Regions from separate parts of the Gossypium hirsutum genome. Here region 1 is linked to region 2. A link is a contact called in public Hi-C data. All regions are on one chromosome and are shown on one strand. The core of a region is the stretch at or near the end of the contact, and the rest is flanking DNA. Distances in the headings are between cores, read along the strand shown.

The links. A called contact is a pair of places that touch in the nucleus more often than the background predicts.
Region 1: a Hi-C map of leaf shows a contact between it and region 2, with 2.9 times the contacts expected there. The contact joins the promoter of LOC107926686 here to the enhancer-like site in region 2. A contact is called at or near these places in 5 of 34 Hi-C or Micro-C datasets (callus and leaf).

The regions. Positions count from the first base shown.
Region 1 is chrA07:7,467,899-7,474,795 of Gossypium_hirsutum_v2.1, reverse strand. LOC107926686 (quinolinate synthase, chloroplastic) reads right to left here and starts at 4,574. Exons shown (of 7, transcript XM_016857576.2): 1 at 3,608-4,574; 2 at 3,233-3,517; 3 at 2,183-2,401; 4 at 1,895-2,074; 5 at 187-699; 6 at 1-87. The coding sequence starts at 4,366.
Region 2 is chrA07:7,366,435-7,373,118 of Gossypium_hirsutum_v2.1, reverse strand. It overlaps LOC107926706 (28 kDa ribonucleoprotein, chloroplastic), which reads right to left. Exons shown (of 4, transcript XM_016857606.2): 3 at 6,384-6,665; 4 at 5,858-6,154. The coding sequence ends at 6,089. It also overlaps the pseudogene LOC121232071. Among protein-coding and RNA genes, the nearest start is that of LOC107926706, 5.3 kb to the right of the region's middle. Within about 2 kb of position 2,183, at least 2 of the 9 cell types and tissues checked have an H3K27ac peak or open chromatin away from gene starts, as enhancers often do. A contact at or near this core is called in leaf, where this site is marked.

The sequences.
Region 1 (6,897 bases), core at 3,325-5,824, 99 kb before region 2:
GAATCGTTCGGTTTCGTATGCTTTAAGATTGTTTCTTTCATCAGGTAAATGGTGGCAAACGTTTAAGAGCGAGCCAAGAGAGTTCATCTGTCAGGTAAAGAGTTTAACCAAATATGAGAAGCTTTAACTTAAAGTAAACATTAACCTATTTCCTCGTAATAACAAACCAAATCCGAAAATGCTAACCTTCATGTAGGGACAAGATGCACAGCCACCATGAATAGAACATCCTTCACCGCTTGCAACTCCGGGTACAACAGGGAGTATAATATCATCACCAGCTTTAACTGATTTAAGTGCAGGTGATGCTCTTGTAGATGTTTTTGTCATAGAGTCTGATGAGACCGGAAAGACAATTTCAACGTTGATTTTTGTGCTAGAAGTAGAGTTTGAAGAATCTAACAAACTGCGAACTGCAGCAACAATTGAAGTCACCATTCCCGATTCTGTACCCAAGACAAATTGGAGGTGGTCATCGACATTTCTGTCTAGTGCTTCCTGAACCCTTTGTTTTATGAAATCCAAAATGTTCTGAGTCGAGCCTACAACACCCATTCCTCTTCTCTTGGCTTCCATTGCCAATGAGAACATTTCTCCGGGAACCTCAAAATGTGCTGTGAGAAATGCATCACAGTACATTTCATTTATCCTCTCTACAACTTCATGCCCAAAAAGATGATGCACAATACATGTTCCATTCTGGTAGAAATAAGTTAGGTTCGTTATTAAAAGCAAAGCAGTTGAATATATACATAAAACATATGGAAGATATACAAGGACCACAGCGGAAGTGTTATGTATATGTAAAAAGGGTTAAATCAACATTTGGGGCCTGAACTTGGCAGCTTTTTCCACGTTGGGACCTAAACTTTTTTTTTCAAGTTAAGGCTTGAACTTGGCAATTGTTCCAACATCGGGGCCTGAAGTAGGCAACAGTTCCCACATTGAGACTTGAACTTTTGTTGTCCGAGTCAGTCCTTAAATTTAGTAATTGTTCTCATATTAGAGCCTAAACTTGACAATTGTTCCCACATTGGAGCCTAAACATTAGGGTTTTCAAGGACTATCTTGGGAAAAAAAAGTTTAGGCCCAATGTGGGAACAATTGCAAAATTCAGGGCCTAACTTGGATAAAAAAAAGTTCAAGTCTCAATGTGATAACAAATACCAAGTTCAAAGCCTAACTTGGACAAAAAAAAAAGTTCTGGCCCCAAAGTGAGAAAAGTTGCCAAATTCAGGCCCAGAATGAGATTTAATCCTATTTAGAAATGACAGAAAAACAGGTTAAACCAAAGTAACAAACTAAGATATATTTTTCTTGACCTACTCCGACTTGTGGTAGAGTATCAAATACAAGTATGCTCCCACCACGGATATGTTCAATTTTTTCTAAGTTTTCCATGCAGTTGGAGGATCCTTGGAGTCATATTCTTATAATCATGTCTGAATATGTGTCTCGAGCAAAATGCACAAGGCTGAAGGATGGACACTCTCCCTTCAAGCGCATTCCACAGAAATGTTTCTCACAATCATAGTTCTTCCGTTTTGCATATATTATAATGAATCATATATCCATTGCTGTATATTTGGGGGAAGGAGTACTGTATGAAAGGCAGAGAGATAGAGCTACCATGAAGTTCATGCTTGATAGCATTGGAAAAATAAATATGGTTTTGTTCCATGAAGTTCATAAGATGATAAATTCATAATTCATTTTTTTAGTAATTCCTCGATTTACTATTCACATAAGATATTTCAATCAAATGAATGCCATTCCTTAAAATCGAAATGACCAAAAGAAGTTGGTCTTTTCAATGTGATAAATACAATTAGTGACAATCCAAATGCAAAAACCAAGTTTCTATTTATGCATAAGACATTATCATTGAAGTTACCTCATAATAGTGCAGGCGAGGTAGCAATGATTTAATAGAGTCTCTGTTATGTTTTGGGTGTATTTCAGCAATTTCCTCATCGGACATCAAAGTCATCTGCTGGAACAATTCTTTAATATTCGCACCCATGTAGGAATCGGGTCCATACCATATATTCAAGTCTGGAACTTGAGCAAAAGCCTGATGAAACCAAGAGAAGTGAATTAAGAACAGAAGCCTTAAAACAAAAACGAAAGCATTGAACAACAAAGGAGAGGAAAAACAAACAACGTTTGAAACACAACCCACCTGGAGAATGGTTGGGACAACATTTGAAGAAGTACAAGTGATTGTAGGTACAAGCTCATGAGAATAAGCTTTTGTTTCTAGCGACGTATTAATGTAAACAACATGCAAGGAAGGAAGCGAGTTAGAAGCTGACTCAAGATAGTCCATATAATCAGGAGTAGCGGCAGCATCAGCCAAAGAACAACCAATGCGTTCATTTGACATCCTGTAAACACCAACCTGAAATTCCATTTTATAAAAACAAAACATATCCATTAACAGCATTGGTACTTTGGAGCAGAGAACAAAAAAACATTCAGCTCAATGCTCGATAAAACACACCATTTGCCATAGAAAAACAACAGTACACAATTCAGTGCATACCACAGCCTTAAATTACATATAATTTATGTCCAAAAGAATAGAATAACCCCAACTGCGGATTCTAAAAAGCTATAGAATAACTCTCATCCATAAGCTTATACAATATACATACATTATAAATAAAACGTCATATACTATGTGATACGGACCTTTGGAGAACCACACCCCAAAAGTTAGCTATTGAGGTAGGAGAGCCTAGGTCCTTATAAACCCCACCAGAAAATCTCATACATTCCTATGTGGGATCCAAGTCCCATACCTTGCAATTGGCACATAACAATCCACCACGCTCTGCAACCTCGGCACCCAAGCAAGCTGGCTTTTTGCTAGCTTAATCTAGCCTCGGGACGATTGCAACTAAGAGACATGATGGTTGACTCTGATACCAATTGATATGGACCTTTGGAGAACCACACCCCAAAGACTAGCTATTGAATTGGAGAGCCTAGTCCTTACCCACTAGAATACTTTCCTACAAGGAATCCAAGTCTCATACCATACAATTGCACATAACACTACGCAGTATACATCCTAGTGCTTTGTTCTATTTACTTGACTTGGGTGTGAGTATCACATACAAGTATATTCAATTTTTCTAAGTTCCTGGGGGACCCTTATACCTATGTCCGAATATGAGCCAGGCACGGATACTCCATACAAAATGAAAAGCAAAGAAAGAAAATATACCTCTCCAAAGCCAGCTTTATCAAGAATTGCCCGTACATTTTCTGACATAAAATCAACACCCAAAACAGTGATGAATTTACATCCAGATTTTACCATCTTAACAGCTGAATCAGCCATCACCAATGAGTCAGATATATGAATGTGAGGCCATTCTTTCTGAGCTTCAGTTAAGATGCCTTGCACTTCAGGGTCCATATAAAAATGAGCAACCACACCAATTTGCTTTTCTTTAAGAACATGGACAAGTTCTTTCACCTTTAACTTGTCAGGGGATAAATACCTTGCCTGCAATTCAACTAGATTTGAAACTTAGGATCTTAAACAACCATGTAAACAAAATCATAAAAAAGGGTACAAAATCAGTAAGAAACTAACCTGAGCCTCGGCATAGGTTCCCTTTGGCTGAATACCTTCAGTAGTGATCACTAATGATGGAAATGGCTCAAATGGTGTCTTTCCTTCCTTTTGAGCAACCAAAGCCCTGGTTCGTTTCTGCATACTAACTAAAACATTATGCCAAGTGTTAACACGAGACCTTTCACCACCGGGGAGTCCGACGTTAAGCGCCGCTAAATCCTCTGTTTTCAACTGCAACACTTCTTCCGGCCCCGCCCCATCAAGAACCGAAACCAAGCAAGCACAGAACCCTTTGGTAATCTCGGAATCACTGTCGGCCCAGAATCTGATGTTCCCTTCGGAGTCCATCTGGGCGTCGAGCCAAACTCGGGCTGTACAGCCCATAACCCGGTTCGAATCAGTCCGGGATGAAGCAGGGAGAGGAGGGAGAAGAGAAGCGTAGTGAAGGAGACGCTTGACTCGATCGAGAGGTTCTAGAAGGGACTGAAATTCGGCAACGAGGGTCGAAAGCTTCCGCGGTGGGAGATAGGAGGTCTGGGTTGGTGACAGTGTAACAGCAGAGCATGATAACGAACTGGGGTTTGAAGGAAGAGAACCAGGAGGAGGAGATTGAATGCATTTAAGGGACTTGAAGAAAGAGCTTTGATGGTTTCTGGGTATTCCATGAAAGTTGAAAAGGAGTGGTTTGGGGCTTGAATTTTGGGCTCGAGAGATTGCAAACAACGATGAACAGCTCGAAGAAGAAGGTTTAATGGCCATGGAAGAAGAGAAATCCATGGATGAGAGAGAGAGAGATAGAGAGAGAGAGCAAAGAGAAGACCTTGAAATGCGTAAAGGTGAAAGAGAAAAAGCGTGTTAATGGCGACGGATGGGTAATGCAAGGCAGTGAAGGAAGAGCCGTGTGTTAAAAGGTGAAGAGGAAACAGACACCGCCACCAATTAACCTATAAAAGCAAGTAAGCGCCAAATGGTTCAATCGTGGGATGTAATTGACTAGGTTTTTTATATATATATATATAAAAATAACCTTAAAATATTAATTTATTATGAAAATGATTTGTAGTACTATCATTATTATGTCAAGCAGCATTAGCCTATTTTTTAATTGCAGTACCGGTACTGAATTGAAATAAAAATAGTGGGACAATATAGGCACCAAATTAAATGATTTTTAACTTTTGGGCAATTTTTATGTTATGTCTATGTTATTTTAAAATTAAATTTAAATAACTTTTAAAAAATACAATAATAACAAAAATAAATTTTTCTTATTTTTATTTTTTAAAAAACAATAAAACTAGAAACTATATAAAATTTTTATTTAAATTACCTAGATATATTCTTCAAAAAATTTCCTTAAGTTTATCTAAATTTAAACATAAAGCGTAATTGTTTCATTAGGTCCCTCAATGTTTTATATAATCACATTTCAATTTAGTGCCGCATTTTAAGGGTAATGATTAAAACATAATTCAAGGGAAAGTAAGCTGGTGCCGCCTGATATAATGGTGGCACAAGCAAGTACTGTAATAGCCTGAATTTTCAGTGGTGTCGGAATAGTGATTCGAGATCACTAAATCCGAAAAATGAGTAGAAAATATTAATAATTTAGTGAATATAAGTTAAGTGTGAAGTTAGGAAAATTTTTGAAATAACGAATAGTGTACTAGAAATAAAAAATTAAATTAGAATCGGAAACGAGATATCGAGAGCTTGAAAATTTTTAAAACGACCCATAAATATTTTTATAAATATTTATGGAGTGTTAATAAGTTAGTATTAAAGTTTTGTCAAGAAATTTTAAAGTTTCGATAGTTAATTGAATAAAAAGGATTAAATTGTAACAAATGTAAAATTATGGGAAATGATTAAATAGCTTAAATGATAAAAGAAAGAGGGTTTAAAAGCCAAATAGACCCCAGGTCTATTTGGGCTGGACGGCAAGGTGCATGAAATCAGCAGGAAAATTGATGAATTAAGGGCAAAATTGGAATATTGTAAAAATTTACTTAATAAACTAGGACTAAAGTGGAATTATCTAGAATTCTCATTATTTTTCTGCATTCTCATCAGCAAAAACACCATAGAAGGGTTTTCCTAAGCTGGTTTTTCATATTTTTACTGCAAGTAAGTTCAATTCCAGATTATTTCTTGAAATTTTTGTGTTTTTATGACTTTTACAACTAGGTCCACTTGTTTAATTCATTAGTTTTTAATTCTATGAAAGAAATTGAAAGCTGATATGAATATGTGCTGGAATTATATGATGATTTAGCATGGAATTAGAGTTTTAAATTGTTTATATGCTGATTTTATTGAAAGAATTGAATAGAAAGTGAATGTTTGGGATCTAAAGGTGAAAAAGTTTGAAGTTAGGGTTTTATGTGGAAATTTTGAATTTAAATAATTGTGAAATAACTTATAAGTTAAGGTAAAGCATTAATTGGGAAGAATTAGCTTCATTGAGGGATTAATTGAGCAAGGACTGAATTGTATGAACTGTGAAATTTGGGGCAAAAATCGAAATCAACATTTGCACTAAAACAGTTTTGGACAGTAGCAGTAGTCTAACTTTGAAAAATCACCATAAATTTTATAAATCGAATTAGAAGATGAAAAAAATATGAAATTAAATCTTATTGAGTCTAGTTTCTCATAGAAGAAACGGTGTAAGCAACGGAATTGTACATCATGAGATATAATAGATTTTGTGAGACAATGTCGGAATGATTTCGGGATCCCCTGTTCTGACTTTGAAAAATCATCAAAAATTGCAGAAAAATAATTAGGGGCTTAAATTTGTATTTTTAAAATCTTTAATGAGTCTATTTTCAATAGAAACAAACATGGACATCATCCAAATTCTGTACGAAGAGTTAATTAATTTTTAGTGAAGAAGGGTCGGAATTGTCAGACAGCAGAACAGGGGTGAGTTTAAAGAATAAACTGTACTTATTGGCTAAACCAAAAATTCTAAAAATTTTATGATAAGAAGATATATGAGTCTAGTTTCAGATAAAATTATCGGATCCTAATTTGGAGTTCTGTAGCTAAAGATAAAAATAATCTAGTGACTATGACACCGATGGACAACATTGGAATATACATAAGTAAACAATTAAATTATAGATAATATTACTTATAAGCGGGTTGAAGATGAAGTCAATACTGATAAATGAATGGTTTTACAATGATAGATTGAGAACCCGAAGCAAGTCGAGGAAAAGAAAAAGTAGCTGATTAGTCCCTGAATTTTCACAAATTTTACAAATCGACCCAGGTAAGTTCATATGGTTGAAGTTTAATGA
Region 2 (6,684 bases), core at 934-3,433:
TTTTATTTATTATTGATTTAGTTGAATATTTACAGAAAAAATGAGCTTAAAGATTACTTTTGGCAAGTTTTTGTAGATTAATCTTTGAACACAATATTGCTTTAATATTTTGGTCATAACTTGAGGTATAGAACTCTGTTTGTGGCCTATAATATATCAAGTAGAAGGGAATTGAAAGATCTAACTAAATTTATTTTATGACTCAAGCCGGGTGTTCAAAAATGGCTTAGAAGTTTGACGTGAAAATACGCCAAAATTCTACTTTGTTTAATTAAGTGTACTTTTGTATTTTCTCCATTATGTTATTTTTGCTCTATAAATAAACATATTAAGTTAATAGCTAGAGATTAGAGATATAGCCACCATATAGCTATTATTTTGTTTCTTTTGTGTGTTTTCTTTATTTTAACTTTGAAATTTGATTTAGATAATTTGTGAGATCTAATTACCTTTCATCTTTTCACCCTTCTTTAGTATTTACATATCTTATGATTTAATTACAAATATTTAGGTTTGTTGAATATTAGATTCATGTTCAATTGCTTAGAATATTTTTCTTGTCAATTGGAATTGTTAAATCTGTAATATTTTAATTTATTCCAATAATTGTAACGAACAACATAGTTAAATAATGCAGATATGCATTCTATGTTGTATGAGCATGTGATCTAACTTAAATAAATCTCCCTTGCATGTGTTTGTTGGTTAGAATTCGGTCTCTCTCAATTGTAATGTTATCAGTAACATAAAGTTAATGTAAGGACAGATTGGTTGTCAAGCACTACATCAGTAACTATAACTAATTACTAGTGCTTGAAGCAATTGGAACCGCTCTAAATACTACTTTTGGGACTACTTGATTTTGCCTTCAAATATCAATTTGGACTCAACAATTTGTAACAGCCTATACATTGGTTAAGTGCGTCCAATCTTAAAATTGCAAGCTTAATATTGTTTTGTAACGTTTATGAAACTTTACATTGATTCCAATTTAAGTTTTGGCCTTTGATATGGTTTAAACATATTTATGAGATGAATGTGAGTTTAAATGTACTTCGATAAAGTTTTTAAGTGATTTGGAACTTGGTAGCATGTTTTTATGTTGTTTGAAGATAATTTGAAGTGTTTTTGAACTAATTTTTAGGTCCTTTGCATCAAGTCACGAGACTTAGGAGCTAAGTATTGAGGCTTTCCCTCCAAGTCATGAGATTTTCTGTTCAAGTCTCAAAACTGACTTTATTGCACATGTATAACTTGTATTTTCGATTGTTTTAAACTTTTAGAGCCATTTTATGTTTTGAGCTTGTCCAAACACCTCAAAAATTATTCAAATTAATTTTAAAATGTATCTCATGTCTTCTAATTGTTGAAAATTGATTTACCTAATTATAACTAGTATTGAAATAATAGCTTGCTAAAAAGAAATTTTGTAATAGTGAAAAAGTGTCTTTGTGACATCTCTTATCCACATGCAAATCGGACCGAGTAATAGGTATTACTTGATTAGTCAATTTATTGATAACAATATCAATCAAACTTTTTTTTTTCGAAGAAGAACTAACCCACCTCTAAACCGTTGTGTAGGTACCCAAAACTTCTATCTACACACATTTTTTCTGTCCAAGTTTCTTCAAGTGCCCAATGCAGCTTTCTTTTCCAGCAAACAAAGCATATTTGGGTTAATATTGGCAACATTTCCTTATAGACTTGAAGGAATTTATTATTTCCCACTCCTCTATAAATCCAAGAATGGCTTTGGTTGATAAATAAGATCATTAACTTGAGTTGCCTGTCCAACAGGCTCATCTGAATGCGGAATCCCATTCCAAGGTTTTGTTCAAACACCATCGTTTCTTTCCTCCATGTATCAATCGGGGATCATTGGAATGTTCAAATGAATTCCCCATCGTTGGCTGTTTCATGCAAGGAGAACTACTAGTCTCCGTATCCATATCCATATTCGTGAGCATCTAATGAGATATAAAGAGTCTCCACAGGATGAGAGTAGTTTGGGTCTTCAATTGAGTTGTAATAGATTTTATCAACATTACTATCTGATTTAAAAAAAAAAAAAGATTTTACCCCCCTCCGACCAAAAAAAAAAGTCAATAGACATTATGATCCAAAGATGGAAGGATCTCTACCCTACATTGTAAAAATATCTTCATGCTTTCCAAAACATCACATCATCTCGTTTTAAGTTATCCGGAGAGTCTTTGAATCAAACTTCCAACTTGATTTGAAATTTTGTGTTTTATTATCTCAATTTTCATGATATTGACACCGGTTTAAAAATATCTCAATTTCCATCATATCGGTATTGGTTTGTGCCCACTAGTTTATGAACTGCACAAATTGATTGGTTCTACATTTCCAATTTGCTATTTACCACCGCTGATTATTCGACGGTCACGAACATAGTGCCAATTTTCTAACATTTTAAATACATGTTCTACTCCAAACCAATGTCAATATCATCTCCATCCTTTAAATTCCATTCCTTTTCGTGCCAAACTCCAAAACCCATTGTTAAGAAATCTTACTCCATGGATTTTCAGTTTATCCAAACGCTTTCATTCATTGCTTTCACACTAATATTGGTGTTTAAGTACAAAGCTCGAACAAGAAGGCTTCCTCCTGGTCCATGGAAGCTCCCTATTATAGGCAACCTACACCAACTCGGTGACTCATCCCATAAATCCATTCAAAGACTCTCCCAACAATATGGGCCGATGATGTTTCTGCAACTCGGTGCCATTCTCTTCCGCAGATGCTGCAATGGCGATCTTCAAAGGCCCCGGCGGCGGCCATGATCTCGCCTTCTCTGGTAGACCTACTAATTTATACGTTGCGAAGAAGCTAAGTTATGAATATAACAGTATAACTTTCGCTCCTTATGGTGAATTATGGAGGGAAATGAGGAAGATAGCAATAACGGAACTTCTTAGTTCAAAGAGGGTCCAATCGTTTCGAACTATAAGAGAAGAAGAAGTTGCAGCAATGGTGAATCATATTGATATAGCTTCCTCGTCATCAGCCCCAGTAAATCTTAAAAAACTATCACTTTTGTTGTCGAACGACGTTGTATGTCGCGTTACATTTGGTAAAAAATACGGCGGCGGAGGTGACGATGGTACGAACAGATTCGACAGGGTGTTGCATGATATTCAGCATCTGGTGGGAGAATTTGTTGTGTCAGATTACTTTCCATGGATGTGGTGGGTGAATAAGTTGAATGGTATGGAAACAAGAGTTGAAAAGAACTTCAAAGAACTTGACAAGTTGTACGATGAAGTAATTGCCGACCATGTTGCTCCGACAAGAACTAAAGCTAACCATGAAGACATTGTTGATGTTCTTCTTCGGTTGCAAAAGGATGCACGTCAACTTATCACTCTTGACAATCAGCAAATCAAGGGTGTCCTCTCGGTATGCTATATAACATGCTTGTTGCCAAAATTCATTATATATGGCATTTATTTATTTATATACACAAAGATGATTTAAACTCAAGTTAATTTTAGAGTAGATAAATACCTGGTTAATAAATCATAACTTAGGATTCACACAAATACACATATGATCTATAGTATCGAAAGGCAAAGTCAAGAAATTGTTTCAGGGCTCACAAAAAAAATTAAGACACCAAAATGTGATTTTACTATTATATTAACTTGTGATGTTTAAAATTTTAAAAGGGTTATATAAGCATTTTTAGTTGAATTTGAATTTTGTCAAAAGAAAAAAAATTGAAAATAAAGAAAAAAAAATCTGATTTGTCATTTTCCTATTGGAAAGAGATAAGAATGACGTGAAATCACAGTTTCATACAATCCCTTTCTCCTAACTAAGACACCAAATTGGTTGGGATATTATTAAAATATTCTCTAATATGGAAAGTAGTAATATTAATACGAGAGTGTTTTTATCGGGGCACCAACTATATTATTAAATTATTCTTTTTTTAATTTTGTTTAAACAATATTAGATTGTGCGGTTGGATCGAAAGTTGATTGAGTACCAGCTTGATTAAATATTAGATCGATTGACCCGCATACTGGTTAAAACATTTTCTCTAACTTTTAACTTTTTTATGAATTTTTAATGATTTATTTGACCACCACCTTTTATATACAAAGTAACAAATACTAAATATATAATATAATTGTATATTAGAAAGTAAAATAAGTTTTATATATTTAATATATTTTATTAAAATCACATGTGTTTTGAAAAAGTAGACATGAGCTAATCATCTATAAATATAAATAAAATTTAAACTCAATATTTTTGAAGCTGAGATTAGATATATAATATTAACATCATTTTCATATATTTCAAAGACCCTATCGTGGTTTCATACATGTATCTAAAATGTATACTTACGAAGAGGTCTGAAATATATGACAATGTTATATATAGATATATATTATTGGAATTTTAAGATATATTTTATATCCGTATTATATATTAAGCTTAGTATCATAAGTTAATTTAATGTCAATTTAATTGGGTAATAATAAAAATATTTTTATTTTAAAAATAAAATAATATTATTTTGATTATGTTTTTTATCATTTCATATCTTTTATATAGAATAAATATATACATAATAGGATTTGAGCTCAAGCCTCTATGTTAAATTTAATATTTGTACTTTATGATTCAACCAAAATCCCAAAGCCACATTTGTTATTTATGTTAGTTTTTTCCATATATATATTTGTTACATAATTTTATTTTTCACCCAAATCGTACATGTGTCGTAATATAGGTATTATACTTGTGAAGAACTTTGGCAATAGTATATGTTTATCATTGAGTTGAAATGATTTCAGGACATGTTCATAGCGGGGACTGATACGACAGCTTCAGCTCTAGTTTGGACCTTCACTGAACTGATAAGAAATCCGCCATCAATGGAGAAGGTGAAATATGAGGTACGAAAAGTTGGCAATGGAAGAGACAAAATTGAAGAAAGTGACATTCCCAAACTAAATTACTTACACTCAGTCATAAAAGAGACACTTAGGCTCCACCCACCAGCTCCTCTATTGGTCCCCCGAGAAACAATTAAGGACTGTGTTGTCGAAGATTACGAGATCCCGGCCAAAACAAGGGTTATCATCAATGCGAAATCAATTGGAACTGATCCGAAATATTGGGAAAACCCTCATGACTTTCGACCTGATAGATTCATGAAAAGTTCAGTTGATTTCAAGGGGCAACATTTGGAGTTTTTTCCTTTTGGAGTAGGACGAAGAGGTTGTCCAGGGACAAGTTTCGCAATTATGCTTCTTCAGCTCGTGGTGGCAAATTGCTTATATCGGTTTGATTGGAAATTGCCTGAGGGAATGAGTGTTGAGGATGTGGATATGGAAGAAGAATTAGGGATCACAGTATTCAAGAAAACTCCTCTTTGTTTGGTACCTATTAGGGTAAACTCCTCTTTGTTTGGTACCTATTAGGGTTGTGTAATTCCTTACTTTGCATTAATAAATTTGTCATTTGAGTTTTAACTCAGTTGACATCGATATTGTTGTCAATGGAAAAAGACTTAAACTCCTCTTTGTTTGGTACCTATTAGGGTTGTGTAATTCCTTACTTTGTATTAATAAATTTGTTATTTGAGTTTTAACACAGTTGACATCGATATTGTTGTCAATGTAAAAAGACATAAATTTAAGTACACTCAAATACATTTATCCTTTCATTTAAAGGTTGAGGTAAAATAATGAACAGTTCAAAGTACTGTATTAGAAAAACAAAAAGATATCAATTTGCATTTAACATCTACTTTCTCATATAGAAAAATTTTAAAGGTATCTACATAGTAATTTGCAAGACAATCCATATCTAAGGAAAAAAGGCAAAGTGTTATTCTAGTATTGATTCAGATAAAACAAGCAAAAGTAGAACTTTTCTAAATGATGGTTTAATAGCAATGGATAAATATATATTCCTTACAAATATACTAAAAACTGTAAATTTAACCTTAAAAAAAGGGGAAAAATAGGACAAGTTATTTGGGAAAAATGAAAAGGAAAAAGCAAACAGCAGTAGATCATGTATCTAAATCCTTTCAACATCAAAAGAAGCCTCGCCTTGGTCTTTCCTCTGCAACATTTACTCTTATTGCTCTTCCATCCAAACTCTGCAACAATTCAAAACGTGTTTAAGCTATGTTACTCGAACTTGGGTGGAAGTATTGAATACAGTTATATATTTAGAAGATGATAGCTTAATATGGGTTCGATACGAATGTTAAAAAATGAAGACTCGAAGCAATTACTTCTATGAATATGATATGGTGTTGCTTCGGGATTTATGGAAAACTATGACCAACAATATAGCAAAAATTTTAGAGGGAACACTAATAATACCTGTCCGTCAAGAGCAGCAATGGCATCATTCAATTCAGTTTCCGAAGACATAGTCACGAAACCGAAACCACGGGATCGGCCTGTCTCCCTATCATAGACTACACGAGCCTCGACTACCTTACCATGTTCACTGAACACTTGCTCCAGTCGAGCATTGTCAACATCCCATGGAAGATTACCTACATAGACTCTAAAAGCACGTTCAAAAACACGAGGAGGTTGGTCGACACGCGATCCTCTAGGAGCAGCCTTATTAACAGTCAAGAGCCTTCCATTAAGGTCCTGTTTAAAAACAAGAAAG